2 separate regions of the Sus scrofa genome follow, and region 1 is linked to region 2. A link is a contact called in public promoter capture Hi-C data. All regions are on one chromosome and are shown on one strand. Each heading gives the region's core, a stretch centred on a gene start, on an enhancer-like site or on the middle of the called end of the contact. The rest is flanking DNA. Distances are from core to core; before and after follow the strand shown.

What was found. Promoter capture Hi-C pulls out the DNA fragments that hold promoters and counts their contacts.
Region 1: a contact with region 2 is called in a promoter capture Hi-C map of fetal skeletal muscle, with 4 times the contacts expected there. The contact joins the promoter of GPC1 here to the promoter of COPS9 in region 2. A contact is called at or near these places in 1 of 5 promoter capture datasets (fetal skeletal muscle), 3 of 47 Hi-C or Micro-C datasets (brain, embryonic fibroblasts and skeletal muscle) and 1 of 2 datasets of contacts at active chromatin or transcription factors (skeletal muscle).

What each region holds. Positions count from the first base shown.
Region 1 is chr15:139,454,028-139,460,911 of Sscrofa11.1, forward strand. It overlaps GPC1 (glypican-1), which reads left to right and starts at 3,839. Exons shown (of 9, transcript XM_021075944.1): 1 at 3,839-4,331. The coding sequence starts at 4,166.
Region 2 is chr15:139,262,013-139,268,670 of Sscrofa11.1, forward strand. COPS9 (COP9 signalosome complex subunit 9) reads right to left here and starts at 2,240. Exons shown (of 3, transcript XM_003359706.4): 1 at 2,086-2,240; 2 at 12-84. The coding sequence starts at 2,148.

The DNA.
Region 1 (6,884 bases), core at 2,589-5,088, 190 kb after region 2:
TCCAGAGTCCCACTGAGTGTCTGGTCAGAGCCAGGCCAGCCCCGCACTTCAGAGACGCCACACTGGAGCAATCGGGGGAGTGAACCAGGGCCAAGAGCCTTTATAAGGACCAGAGCCCCGTCCCTGAGCTTATGAGTGGGAAGCTCCCCCTCCCACCCCCAGGGCTCTGGGGTGCTCTTGTAGGCACCTCAACCCCCACCGGCAGGCACCTCGACCCCCCCCCCAGCCCTTGTCACCTTCTTCTCCGCCACCCAGCCTGTGCCTCCACTTCCTGCACCAGGCTACTGCCCCGCTGCCCAGGCCCTGCAGAGGTGGGGCACTGGGTCCTCCGCTTCCCCCCTCCCCTGCCCCAGGGCATCACAACAGTGCGGGGCTTGGCTAGTCCTAAGCCCAGCGCTCGGACCCAGGCCTTACTGCCAGCAGGACGGGCCCTAGTTAGGGACACGGCTAGCAGTGACAGTCAGGAGCAGACACACTTGGATGGAAGGGCCCTTGATTGCTCAGCCCACCTGAAGACTCACTTTGGGGCTTCCCCAAAGACCCAACAGCTCGCGAAGGGGAGCTTCGGCCCGCAGGGCACCGAGAGCTGGAGCTCAGCCGCCTGCACCCTAACAGCTGGATCCCGCCACCCAGTCGCTCTGGAGTCTTCGGAGCAGCCAGGGCCCAGCATCCCTAAGCCCTCCCCAGACCCAGGCAGGAAGTGGGGGGCGGGGTGCTGCCCCCAGGACTTGAGGTCACTCCTAGACGGAAACGTGAGTGAGGGCGGGGCCCTCCCAATAAGACTCTAAATGGTCCCTTTCTTCTCGGCCCTCACTTGGTGTCAGCAGAGGGCAACTCCAGCCGCCACCACCGCCCGCTGGTTCAGGGACCACTTCCCTGCTTCCCCGCGAGCAAGCCGCTCGCTCGTTCCTCCCTCCCTCCCTCCCAGTGGGTCTGTGCCCAGCAGAGGCGGCGGTCCTGGTCGGAGCCCCAGCAGCCAGGGGGGTCTCACGTGCTAACCTGGCCTCAGCTCCCAAAGGCCCAGACCAAGTCATGCCTCCTCGACCAAAGGGCATCCCTCCCCTGGGCTGTCTGGATGGACGGTGCTACATCTGGACGGCAGGGCCCAGCAGTACCTGGGGCCTGGCAGAGGCAGCTGTCCAGGAGCAGCGCAATCCTGACAGCCGGCCCGGGCGCAGCTCCTCCGCTCAGAAATGGTGTCCCTGTCAACGCAAGCACTCCCCCGGGGTGGGGACAAGGAAGGAGGCTCTGTCCCCAGGCAACTGGAGGGAAGAGAGGGAAGGAACGCCCCCCTTCCAGGCCCCAGACCCCCGCAACGCTCACCTATGGCAGAGCCGCTGGAGCCCTGAACACCTAGCCGTTGGCTGCCCCCAAATCCTGACCCCTGCCCCTAGGCATCAAGGTCCCTTGGCAGGTGCCAGCCCCACCCAGAGCTGGAAATACAGTGGTACCTGCTGTCCCTCTGGGCCACACGCCAACGCCAAGGCGGGGCCCCGGTCACAGCCCCCTCCCTGGGCTCCACAGGAGCCGGGTCCACGCGGTCACGGAGCAGCAGCTAAACCCACACAGGCCCAGCCAGACATCGCTCCTACACCCTCACAGGAGAAGCAAGCCGAGCCACATGCCGCGTCCGGAAGCACGCGGCTGACAGGTGGTGGGGCTGGGGTCTGAGTCAGGTCTGCTCCTTTCCCGCCAGGACAGGACCAGAGGGCCAGCTAGAGCCGGCTACCGAGGGGGGGCCTTCGCTTTCTGTCACTTTCCATGAAATGTCCTGCCGACAGAAAGCTGGAGAGAAACTGCACCTGCAGGGAGGCACCCCCATCCCTCCGCCCCAGCCCCGGCTGGACCCTGGCCTCCCCTCCAGCCCCTCAAGCCCACGGAGCCTGGGCGTGCTTCAAGCCACCCCATGTGGACGAGACCAAGGGGGCCACAGCCAGAGCTCCGCACCCAGTGTTCCTCCGTTACCTTCCAGAGGGACACCGAGCCCCCCCGACCACCTCCCCTGGGCGTCTTGGCCGTGAGAGCTCGGGACCCAGCTGGGGACCAAGCATGTCTCCCACGAGGGTCCTGCCCTCTGCGGGGAAATACACGGGGCCCTGGCGGGCAGTGGGAAAGATTTCTCTGGGGATGGAGTCTCCACACACCCGGGAAGGGCCCAGGCAGGGCTGTGCCCATGACCACCGCATCCTGGGAAGCTGCCTTGTAAGCACAGCACGTGGACATGCCAGCCGCCCTGCTTTCTGGGGGCCTGGAAACGCGCAGGACGCTGGCCCCACCCTAAGGAACCCCCCAGTCCCGCAGGATTAAAAGGAGGCAACAGACCCAAAAAACAACAACTACAGTAAGGTCAGGAGACTCTCCTGCCTCAAGCCAGGTTTAAGCCCCAGCCTGGCCCCTGCCCGACCCAGAAGCACGTGGCTGGAGGTGAGCTTCTAGAGGGCAGGGTGGGGGCCAGGTGTCCTGACCCAGGCGGGGCAGGTATCTGGACAGCCATGCCCGGCCCAGGCAAGCAGGAGCAGGCCTGCCTGAGAGCTGCCGGGGTCTGTGAGTCACCAGTGTGACGAGGTGGCAGGTGCTTAGGGAGGCCAGAGGTCTGCTCCCTCCACTGGGTCCTCGCTGCGGCTTCTCTCACCGTGACAGGGGCTCTGGGTGAGAAGCCTTTCCTGGGAGGCAGGGCAGATGGGAGCCCAAGCCCCCTCTGGAGCTGCTGAGCCCACAGCTCAGGGAGTCCCAGGGCAGGGATGGAGCCCTCTCTCCTGCCGCCTCCCCCAGCCCCCAGGGGGTGAAACCGGAACCCCCAGGTTCAAGGTGGGGACACTCTTGCTGGAACATGGTGATCATTTTGGGGTCCTCTTCCAAGGGGGCCCATCTCGGCCCATTAGGCATCCGGGCTCAGGGCCTGGCGGTGTCTGGGGCCTTTGCCCACATGACCGGAGAGCGGCCAGAAGCCGAGAAGCCCTCCGGACACCGCCGCCCTGCTTCTCACCTCCCTTCTCACAGACACCCCCACCCCACCCCCACTCCACGCTGCTGCTACCCGCCCTGTCCACCCCCTCCTGGTCCCGGGCCAGCGTCACTCAGCTGGTCGCTGGACACGCTCTAGGTCACGCTCTCCCCAACCCCCAGCAATCTGACCTGTTGTCGGCCCGACCCCCTCCCTTCCCCAACAGGTCACCTGCCACCGCCCAGAGGCTCAGGCCAACAGACAAGCTTCCGCCCCCCTCGCTCGCTTCTTGAGCATCCCAAGAGTCACGTGGAGGGAACAAAAAACCGGCTGACATCTCCAACAACTAAGCCATTGGTCGCCTCGACGCAGGGCTGGGAGAGCACAAGGTCTGGTCCCTGGGCTAGTTTCCCGCGTACAGCCCCCCCCGCCGCCCCCCCAACAAAATCAAGTGTGAGAGCTGGAGGCGGCTGAGACCGGCGCGGGGCCAGTAAAGGGTGCGATCTAGGTGCGGGCGGTGGATCGAGAGGCCCGAGGCTGCGGGAGCCGACAGGCGCGGCGCGCTGCCAGGGTGCAGGAAGGCAGGGCCCGAGCGGAGAAGGGGGACGGGGGGAGGGATGCCGATTTCGGCTGGGGGCGGGGAAGCCCCTGATAGGCGCGCGGCAGGCGTGATGTCACGTCCGGCGGGGGAAGCCCTGCCTCAGCACCCCCGCCCCCGCCCCCACAGGTGGTGCCGCCGCCCCGGGCGCTGGGCGTGGGGGGCGCGCCCTCCGGGACCCCAGCCGCGGCCCGCGCGCTCCCGGCCACCCAGCTTCCCTCCAGCAGTCGACGGATCGGCGCGAGCCAGGCGGTCCCCCGGGCCCGGGGAGCGGGAGGGGCGCCCGGTGCGCCCCGGATCGCGCCCCCGCGCCGCGCCGCGCCGCGCCCCGCCCCGCCCCGCGCGCCCCGCCCCGCCCCGCGCGCCCCTCCCCGCCCCTCTCCCGGGCCGCCGAGGGGCCGGGCCGGGACTGCGCGCTCGCCCGCCGCGCTCTGGGCCGCCCGAGCGAGCGGCCGGTCCTCGCGCCCCGCGCGCCCCGCGCCCCGCCGCCGCCGGCTTTTGTTGTCTCCTCCTCCCCTGCGGCCGGCGCCTCTGGACCGCGAGCCGAGTGCGCCGGGACCTTGGCTCTGCCCTTCGCGGGCCGGGGCTGCGCGGGCCCGGCCGGGGGCGCCGCCGGCCCCGCCATGGAGCTCCGGGCCCGAGGCTGGTGGCTGCTGTGCGCGGCCGCCGCGCTGGCCGCCTGCGCTCGCGGGGACCCTGCCAGCAAGAGTCGGAGCTGCGGCGAAGTCCGCCAGATCTACGGGGCCAAGGGCTTCAGCCTGAGCGACGTGCCCCAGGCGGAGATCTCGGGTGAGTGACCCGGCGCGCCCGGGGCTCCCCTGCGCCCCCTCCTCTCTCCCGCTCCGCGCTGATCCGCCCCCCGCCGCCCTCCCTCCGCCCAAGTCTCCGCGGCACCTCTCGATGGTCCCCGCGCCCCCAACACGCACCCCGGCCCCTTCCCGGCGGGGCTGTCCTCGCCGGGCAGTGGACCGGGCGGTCCCCAGCTCGGCGCGTCCTCCCGGGCAGGCAGGACTGAGCGGCGGGGCCGGCTGTCGGGGGGCAGCTGGCGGTGGCCACGGGCGACGGACTCCCACCGGCTGTGAGGGCCTCTCCGGGAAGCGCCTCGGGTCGCGCCGGGGGTTCCCGGGGTCTGCAGCTAAGGCAGCCTGGGCGCCGGCGAGGTGGGGAGCGAGCTGGGCGCTGGTGGGGCGGGAGCGGGGGGAGAAGGCGGAGGGGCACGACCTCTGCCACCGGGAGCGGAACGCCGGCTCGCAGGGATCCCTGCCGAGGAACTTGTGCTTGCCTGGCACTCCGGGCGCCTCCGGCGGGGAGTCCAGCTGCAGGTGGTCGGCGCCTTGGATCCCGCCCAGGGGCCATGTCATTTCTTTGTAAGAACATCGCCGTCCCAGGCGGCCTCAGCCCTGCAGCTGCCTGCAGTCCTGCCCACACCCTCCCTGCGGGCCTCTGAGGAGCTTTAGGGACAGAAGCGAGGGGAGGGGGTGGGGCACAGTGTCCTAAGAATTTCTCAAACCCCCCCAGGCTTCTTGCTCAAACTGCAAACATGTCCAGAAGCACACTAGATCTGCGCGTCTGTGCAGGGTGCCTGGGACTCAGTGGACGAGAGCGGACCAGGTTCCTGCCCTGAGGGACTGACTCCTCCCAAACTGGGGGTGGTGGCAGGGCTACCCTCAAGTGGTGACACGGGGGACATGGAATGACCATGGCCACAGGGATTCTGGATGAGAGGAGTGTGAGGGGCAGGTCCATGGCCATGCCTTGCTGGAGAATGGGGGTCGGGGCAGGGGGACAATCAGGCCCTGGACCCCTGCCCCCAGAAGGGCAGAACCCACGGCAGGCGCCTTAAGAGATTCCTGGACAGCCCACTGCCTGAGGCTCCAGAGAAACTTCCTCTCAAGGCCCCCCCCGCGCAGGCCTTCCTGCGCCTCTGCTGACTGAGCCCTGTCTTTAGGGCTGCCACCCTCCCAGGGGACAGGTCTGGTGGGCACATCTGGGTGCCCGAGGCAAGCGTGAGGCCCCCTGCACAGTTCGATTCCTGCCCCTCCCCCACTCAGCCCCACAGAGGAGCTGGGGGACCCCTGGCCTTTCCGGTGAATCTCTCCTGGACCCGGGGGTCTGCGGGCTGCTGAGCAGCTGCCCAGCTGCCCCACCCACCCTGATCTCGGACAGCACTCCCCCAGGGTCCCCTGGACCCCACAGCCCTCCTTCAGACGCCCGCTCCCACTCGGCCCCCTAAACTCGATGGCATCCCCAGGCCTCTGTCCCACTTAGGCTGAGACAGAGCGGCTGAGTTTGGGCGGCCGCCAAGGGCTGGGCTAGAGCAGGGCAGGCTGGAGAAAGTGACGTGGGGCTGGCAGGGACGCTGGGCCCTGGCCCCCTTGGGTTGGAGGGTGCTGCGGGTTAGGGACCCAGGACCAGCGAGACGCTTTGCTGTGGGTGAGATATGGGGGGGCGCGGTGCTGCTCAGCCGGCTGGGAGTTTGGCTGCCCAGCAGTGGCCCAAGCATCACGCCAGCCAGGGCTTCGAGGGCCACACACGCACACACACACACCCCCACCCCAGCCTGGACTGCGCACCGTCCCTGCCCGGGCCCCGTGGCCCCCTCACCCCTGCTCCAGGGGCTTCTGGGGAGCTGCTCTCCCCTCTGGCTGCACCCCCCCCCATGAACAGCTGAATTCGAGAGCACCTTGCCCGGTCCAGGCACCGAGGAGCGGGCCAGCCCCACGTGGGTGAAGGAAGCAGGGTGACCTCCCAGGCAGTGGCCAGTCCCGTGCCCTCCTGCGCTGGGCAGCTCGGCTTGGCCTCCGTGGACGGCGCGCCCTCTGGTGGCCCCGCGGTGGCACACTGCTCTAGGGAGCCCGGCCTCCCCGCCTCGCTGCTGCAGGCCCAGCGGCCGCTCCTCTCCAGCACGGGGACCCCTAGGGGTGGACGCGGGGTGAGAGTCCGGCCTGGGCCAGCTGCGGGGGTGGCGGCTGGGAGGGAGGGCGGCCCTGGTCTCAGGGTGGTCTTTCCACCTCTGCCTGCCCCACGGAGTGGCACCAGGGTGGGCTCATGAAAGACGACCCGTCCCCGCGCGCGGGGCTCCCCTTCAGGACTTGGAGCAGTTTTTTGGATGGCTGGCCAGGCCTGGCGGTGGTGAAGGCAGCAGACGGCCCATTTTACAGTGAGGCGGCCTGGGAGGCTGCAGTGGGCAGGCCACGGAGGCCACACACCTCAGGTCACCTCCCTCCAGCCAGAGCACCGCACGGAAAGTGAGGGCCAAGCCCACCCCGGAGGCTGGCCGAGCTGGGGAAAGACCCAGCCCCTGCTGCTTCCCCCCCTCCCTCTTTCCCTCTCTCCATCTCT
Region 2 (6,658 bases), core at 990-3,489:
CGCATCCTTACCATTAAAAAAGTCTGCATGAACTGCCTTTTCATTGGCTGCCAAGTCCATCAGGAGCCCGGTGCTGCCTCCTGCCTGCGGACGGACAGAAGGGTTATGTCAGCGGCGTCCCCAAGAGGATGAGTGACAGTGGCTCACAGGCCCCCACTCCCCGGCAGAAAGTGTCCAGGTCAGAGACGAAGTGTAGTCGCAGGGGAAGGATTTAGTCCCACGGCTTCAGGAGCCGGCTGCAGTCAGCTGCTCTCCTAGGCCCTTGCTGGGTCCCCCCACAGCCCCCGGGGGCTTCCACGGACCTGCACCGCCAACCTTCTCCCATACGCAGTACTTGCAGGGGGTGGGGGAGACGGCACTTGCAGGAATTACTGTGAAGGGCTGCTCAGTCTTCGTTCCTAGGTTCCCCCCTCCCCTTTTCAATAAACACCTGCCACTGCCCCCAGTGGCACCACTTCTGTGTAAACCTCGAGAAGAGGGCTCAGCGCCCTACTGGCCGTCGTCACAGAGGCCCGGCTGTGCGCAAAACTGAGCCCGGCGATCTCTCTGCTCTGAGACGCTCCCTGCCGTGAGACGTGAACCACTTCCCTCGCGAAACCAACCTGCGGACCGGGGCTCTGGCAGCCATAAAACAATGCCATGGCCAGACGCGGGCGATCTGATGAGCGGTTTGAGGCACTTAACGTCACTCCGTGACGGGTGACCAGAGTCCTTTGGTGGCGGCACCCTGGACGCCCGGCCCACAGGTTCCTGCTGCTACCATGACCCCCAGCATCCCCAAGGCTGTGGGCTCCGCCTCTTCCTGGCTGGAATAGCTGAGCACCTCTGGGTCCCCTCTCACAGCTGCTCTGAGCAACCAGAACTCTCAGGGCCTCCCTCCCCCGCCCACCCCACAGCAAGCCATGCAGACCCCGCCAGGGACGGCCGGTGGAGCTTGTCCCCACTCCCACCTGAGGGGTCGCCTTCATTCGTCTGCATGGTGCCACTCTCCCACCCCCAAGCTCTCCTGAGCGACCGTCCTGCAAACCCGTCAGAGATCATCACGCCCCACTGCAAGGCCCCGGGTGACACCCCCCACCCCAGCCCCGGGGCCTAGAGCAGGGACTGTAACACAGGACTGAGAAGCAGGGGGTTAGTGGAAGTGCCTGAGTGGAGAGGAGACCCACCCGTCCCAGCGCAGCCACCCCTGCCCCCTTCCCCAGCTCCATCCCGTTCTCTCTCCAGGCACCTGAGGAGCCTCCGTGTTAAATCACAGGGCCTTCCTTCCCTTAGACCCCTTCAGGGTGGCTCCTTCCAGGCCTTCTCCCCCCAGCACGGCTTCAGGATGCGGCTGCAGTCAGCTGCTCTCCTAAGCCCTTGCTGGGTCACCCCAAAGCCCCCGGGGGCTTCCATCGACCTGCACCGCCAACCTTCTCCCATGCTTCGTACTTGCAGGCCGCCTTTCTCTGTCCCACCATGAGCTCCAGGGGAACACAGGCTGGGTCTGTCCCCCACCCCCTGAGCTTTGAGAGAGAAATCCAGGCCCTGACGCCGAGCAGCTGGCCGGACACGCCGAGCTCACTGAGCACCAACACCGGACAGGAACGCCCCGTGACCACAGGATGGGGTAAACGAAAACGCAGGACCACTTCACAACGCCGGTCACAGCGGGAGGAGAGCGGGCACCGCAGGGGGCACGTACCTGCCAAACGGCCTCTCCTCCGCCTCCCAGGCTGGCGGCCGCTTCTCGCCCAAGTGCCGCGCGCCAGCCGGGCTCTGGTCTCCCCTCCTTCCAGACGCCCCACTAGGGGCTCACTCCCACCGCCCGACTGCAGGCAACTCCGAGCGGGCCCACCTCCACCTCCACCGCCTGACAGGAGCTCAACCCGGTCCCCAGGGTCTCCCCCGGGCGTCCCTGCGGGTCCTCACCGCAACCCCGGCCGCAGACATCCCGGCCCCAATTCTCCCTTAGAGGAAGGAACCGCGGGAGCGCGAGCGGGCCGCGCAGGCCGCCTCCTCCTCTCGCCCCGGACCCGGCGCGCCCGAGAACAGGCCCTGGCTTCGCCGCCCGCCCGCCCGCCCGCCGCCCGGCGCCGCCCGCCTCACCTCGTCCAGGTCCACGTAGGGACCTGCGCCCTCGGGAAACATCTCGTCCACCGCCGGCTTCATCTCCTCCTGCAGCCCCGGGCGTTCCCGATCCACTTCCGGCCCGCCGACGGCCTCTTCCGGTGCACGCCTTGCGTGGCAAGTCTAGACGCAGGAGGGCCGCAGACTCTATGGTTTCCTCTCGCCCTCTGGTCAGTCTAGACTCCGGAGGACCTTCAACTCTATGGTTCGCTCCTCCGTTCTTCTTTACCCGCAGGGCTGGCCCTGGTCCAGGCCGGTGGGGAAAGGGTTTCGTCTGCCTGTCAGCACACGAGGGAAGCTGCTCAATGACTTTACGGTGGCCCGTGGCCACAGTTTAGCCCTAAGGGCCTGGCACAGACAGGTGCCCAAGAAGTACCTATTAAAGGAGGTGAGTGGCTAACGGGGTGAAAAGGCAACTCGCAGAATGGGAGAAAATATTGTAAACCATATGTCTGATAAGGAGTTAATATTCCAGAATGTATAGAGACTTCCTAAAGTGCAACAACGAAAAAAACAGGGAGTCTGATTGAAAAATAGACTTGAATAGACGTTTCTCAGAGCAGATGCATAAATGGCCAGGAAACCCATGAAAAGATGCTCCACATTACTGATCCTTAAAGGAATGCAAACCAAACAGCACCGAGACACCGCCCACACCATCAGGATGGCCGCTGTCAAAACCCCAGAAAACAGCAAACGCTGGCAAGGAGGGGGGGTGATTGGAAGCCCTGTGCACTGTTGGCTGGACTGTAAGATGGTACAATGTGGAGGTTCCTCAAAAATTAAGCATGGATTTACTTATAGATTATAGTAAATAAACTTACAGAAGCATAGATGCCACTTCTGGGTATGTATCCAAATTGAAACCAGGGTCTCCAGGAGATATCTGTAGACCCATGCTCACAGCAGCGTTCTTCACGATGGCCAAAATGTGGAAGCAGCTGGGGAAGGTGTCCATCAGCGTCCGAATGGTTGAGCAAAATGTGGTCCATCCATACTAGGGAATGTTATTCAGCCTTTAAAAGGAAGGGAATTCTGCCACATGCTGCAATGTGGATGAACCCTGCAGCCATTACGCTTAGGGAAATCACCAAAAGACAGATACTGTACAGTTCCACCTGCAGGAGATACCAGAGGAACCAAATTCATAGGCAGAAAGTAGAATGGGGCTGCAGGAGGGGAGTGAGTGTGTAATGGGGAGAGTTTCAGGTGGGGAGGATGAAGTCGTCCGGAGTTGATTGTGCCGCCATGGTAATGATGGGTACGCTCACTGCCCCTCAAAAACAGTCAGGAGAGTGTGTTTTCGGTTATATGTATTGTATTATATGTTTTCTAAGAAGAATGTGAATGTGCGAGAATGGAGGGCGGCAGGGGTAGGGAACACTTTTAGACTTAGGTAGGCTTGGGGGCTGGGCTGCCAGATAAGTGGGGGTGGGGGAGGGAAGGATGGCTCCCGGGAGCGAGGAAATGCTGAGCAGGGATTGGGGCCAGGGTGGGGTGGACAGCACAGGGCCCAGGGAGAAGGGAAAACTGACTGAACACGTGTGTGAGCCTCTGATGTCACCCTGACATGAGCCACAAGGGCAAGTCAGACCAATGCAGCCGGAGTCCATGCTACCATCAGGCTCCTCTTCTGAGCAGTCTCAAAGCTCAGGGGCCCCATTCCCACGGAGGGGTGAGGTCTCCAGGATAGCAGGGCGCAGGGCCACCCCCAGGGGACACTGATGTTGACGGAGGGGCAGGCCCAGGTGTGGTGAGGCCACGAAGGTGGAGGGACAGGGACAGATGGGGGCCCCAGAGAGCACCAGGGCATGGCGGCCGTCCCTGGGTGATCACATCCAGCCCGCGCCCCTGAGAGTCAAAGAGCCCTGCTTGGGACTCCACAGGGACAAGAGGTGTGGACAAAGAATGAACCCTGCCGCCCAGTGAGCAAAGGACGCTGTGTCCATCACGCCATCAGCCACTGCAGCCGCCCCTGCTTCTGCACGCATAGGATGGAGAAGCACAGGACGCTGGCCCCAGAGAGCTGAGGTGCACGTCAAAGGAATGATTTCCGTGCGCCCCGACTCGGGCATCTTCCCAGACACAGAAAAGCACTACATTCACTAACTTGAATGTCCAGTTTTCTTTCATTATGAGTAATCTTTTTTTTTTTCTTCTTAGGGCCGCACCCACATCATGTGGAAGTTCCCAGGCTAGGGGTTGAATCAGAGCTACAGCTGCCGGCCTGCACCACAGCCACAGCCACATGGGCTCCAAGCCTCATCTGCGACCTACATCACAGCTCATGACAACGCCGGATCCTTAACCCACAGAGCGAGGCCAGGGAGCGAACCCTCATCCTCATTGATACTAGTTGGGTTCGTTTCCACTGAGCCACAATGGGAACCCCCTAGCAGTAATCTTTTAAGGTTCTGACTACCGGTTGGGGGGGGGGGGGGTGGTTTTTGCAAAAACTTGTATAAATCCTGGCTCCTCCCTGACCTCTTTAGAGCCATCCCTAGAGGTATCCGAGAGGCTGCCTCCTGGGCTTAAGCTCCTCTTAAGTCTCCCAAATAAAACATAATCTTCAACTTGCAGGTTGTGCACTTTTTCCAGTCGACAAGACAGGGGCATTGACAGCCGGGTATGGCTGGCCTGTGGTCCCCCAGGCCATCAGTGACCCAAGCAGTGGCCGTGGGTGGTGCTTGACGGCGGTGAGGACTCCACAGTGGAGCCAGGAGGGGTGCAGCGGGCTGAGGACATGGGACAGGAAGAGGAGGGGTCCCCCACCAGATCTGGCGGGAGGGAGACCAGGAGGGGCTCGTAGAAGAGAGCTAAGCCTGGAGGGTCACAGCCGGGTGTGAACCCCAATCACAAAGCCAGGTGCCCCCGGGGCTCCGGGGCAGGCAGGCAGCGTGTCTGTAGAGGGTCACTTGGGGTGGGGGTTTCTTCTGAGAAAAGAGGGAGGGCAGCCGGGCCTCTCAAGACACATAATACAGCCGTGGGTCCGGGCAGCTGTGGGTGGGTCCGAGGTGGGGGCATCCAGGGGCTTCCGATGAAGGCACACAGAATGTGGTCCACTGGGCAGCCCAGGAGGCAGTGGGGAGGGGACCGCCGTTCTCCAATGCTTGACACATCTGTGAGCCTGAAAATCCACACGGCATGTAAACATCCCCCCCACACAGGCGCACACACGAATTAACACGCGGGTCAACTGTCTGGAGGGTGGGGGCACCTCTGTCTGGTACGTTTGGTTGAGGCCCAGCTGCCCCAGTGGGCTGTCATGTGAGTCGGAACTTATTTTTGCAGTTAACTTACACAGAAACCAAGTTCAAGGGGTAAAGAGACAAAGCATGCATTGGTCTCTCCCTGAGCCACTGGCTGGGCCCACAGATTCCTCCTCCTGAGGCTCCGATGCAGGCAGGGACCCAGCTCGCCAGCCGCAGGAGGTGGAGGCGGAGGTGGGGGCAGGAAGCCCAGCTGGACGGCTGCAGCCACTGGGCAGCCACAGGAGGCACAAAGGACACTGCCTGGGCACCATGGCCACCTCTCCCTTCCCAAGTTCCTGCAGCCGGGCTGGGTCTCTGTGCCAGGGTCCCTCCCGGGAGAGTCCCCTGTCCCTGCTCTGAAAACTCTCAGAATAACCCCGCTATTGCTTGAGAAAACTCGCGGGGATCTGGCCCCTGCAGCAGAAACTGCCTCCCTCACCTTCCAGGCCGGCCCGCAGACCCTCAGACAAAATCCATTCCCTCCACGTGTTCCCACCAATCACAAGGCGCAGACACCTTTCACAAAACCTGACGTACTTCTCCCTGTGTGTAACACAGGGGAGTTAGTGGCTAGTCAAACACTAGTGTCAGGAGCTCCCGTCGTGGTGCAGTGGAAACGAATCCGACTAGGCACCATGAGGTTGTGGGTTTGATTCCTGGCCTCGCCCAGTGGGTTAAGGATCTGGCGCTGCCGTGAGCTATGGTGTAGGTCACAGGCGCGGCTGGGATTCTGCACGGCTGTGGCTCTGGCGTGGGCTGGCGGCTGTATCTCCGATTCAGCCCCTAGCCTGGAAACCTCCATATGCCGCGGGTGCAGCCCTAAAAGGCAAAAATAAATAAATTAAATAAATAGATAAATACCAATGCAAGTGTCAACAGTTACATAGGAAGCATGATCTATTATTTCATTTGAAAAGAAAAGCTGGTTTTTCATTAAACCAATTCAATCACCGTCTGATAGAGGGGTGTCCTGCAGCTTGCACACCCTGGCCATGGGGGTCCCCACTGTGAAGTGCCCTCCCAGGGCAGGAGGCTGGTGCCTGAGACCCTGTCCAAGCTGCCGGCACCTCCTTCCTCTCCAAGGTGCCAGGGCGGGCCACCCCACTCCCCCCATGTCCCCAAGCCTGCCGCCCTGGCCTTGCGGTTTCAGGGGCCTCTGCTTGCAGACCCAGTGCCCAGGCCTCCGCGATCATCGCAGACAGACTCCTGGTGCCCTGGTGTGAGCCGAGCGTGGGGTGACACCCGGGCAGGGCCTCTAGTCCCGGTGGCTGCTGCCCAGGTCCGAGGCCAAGGGCAGGATG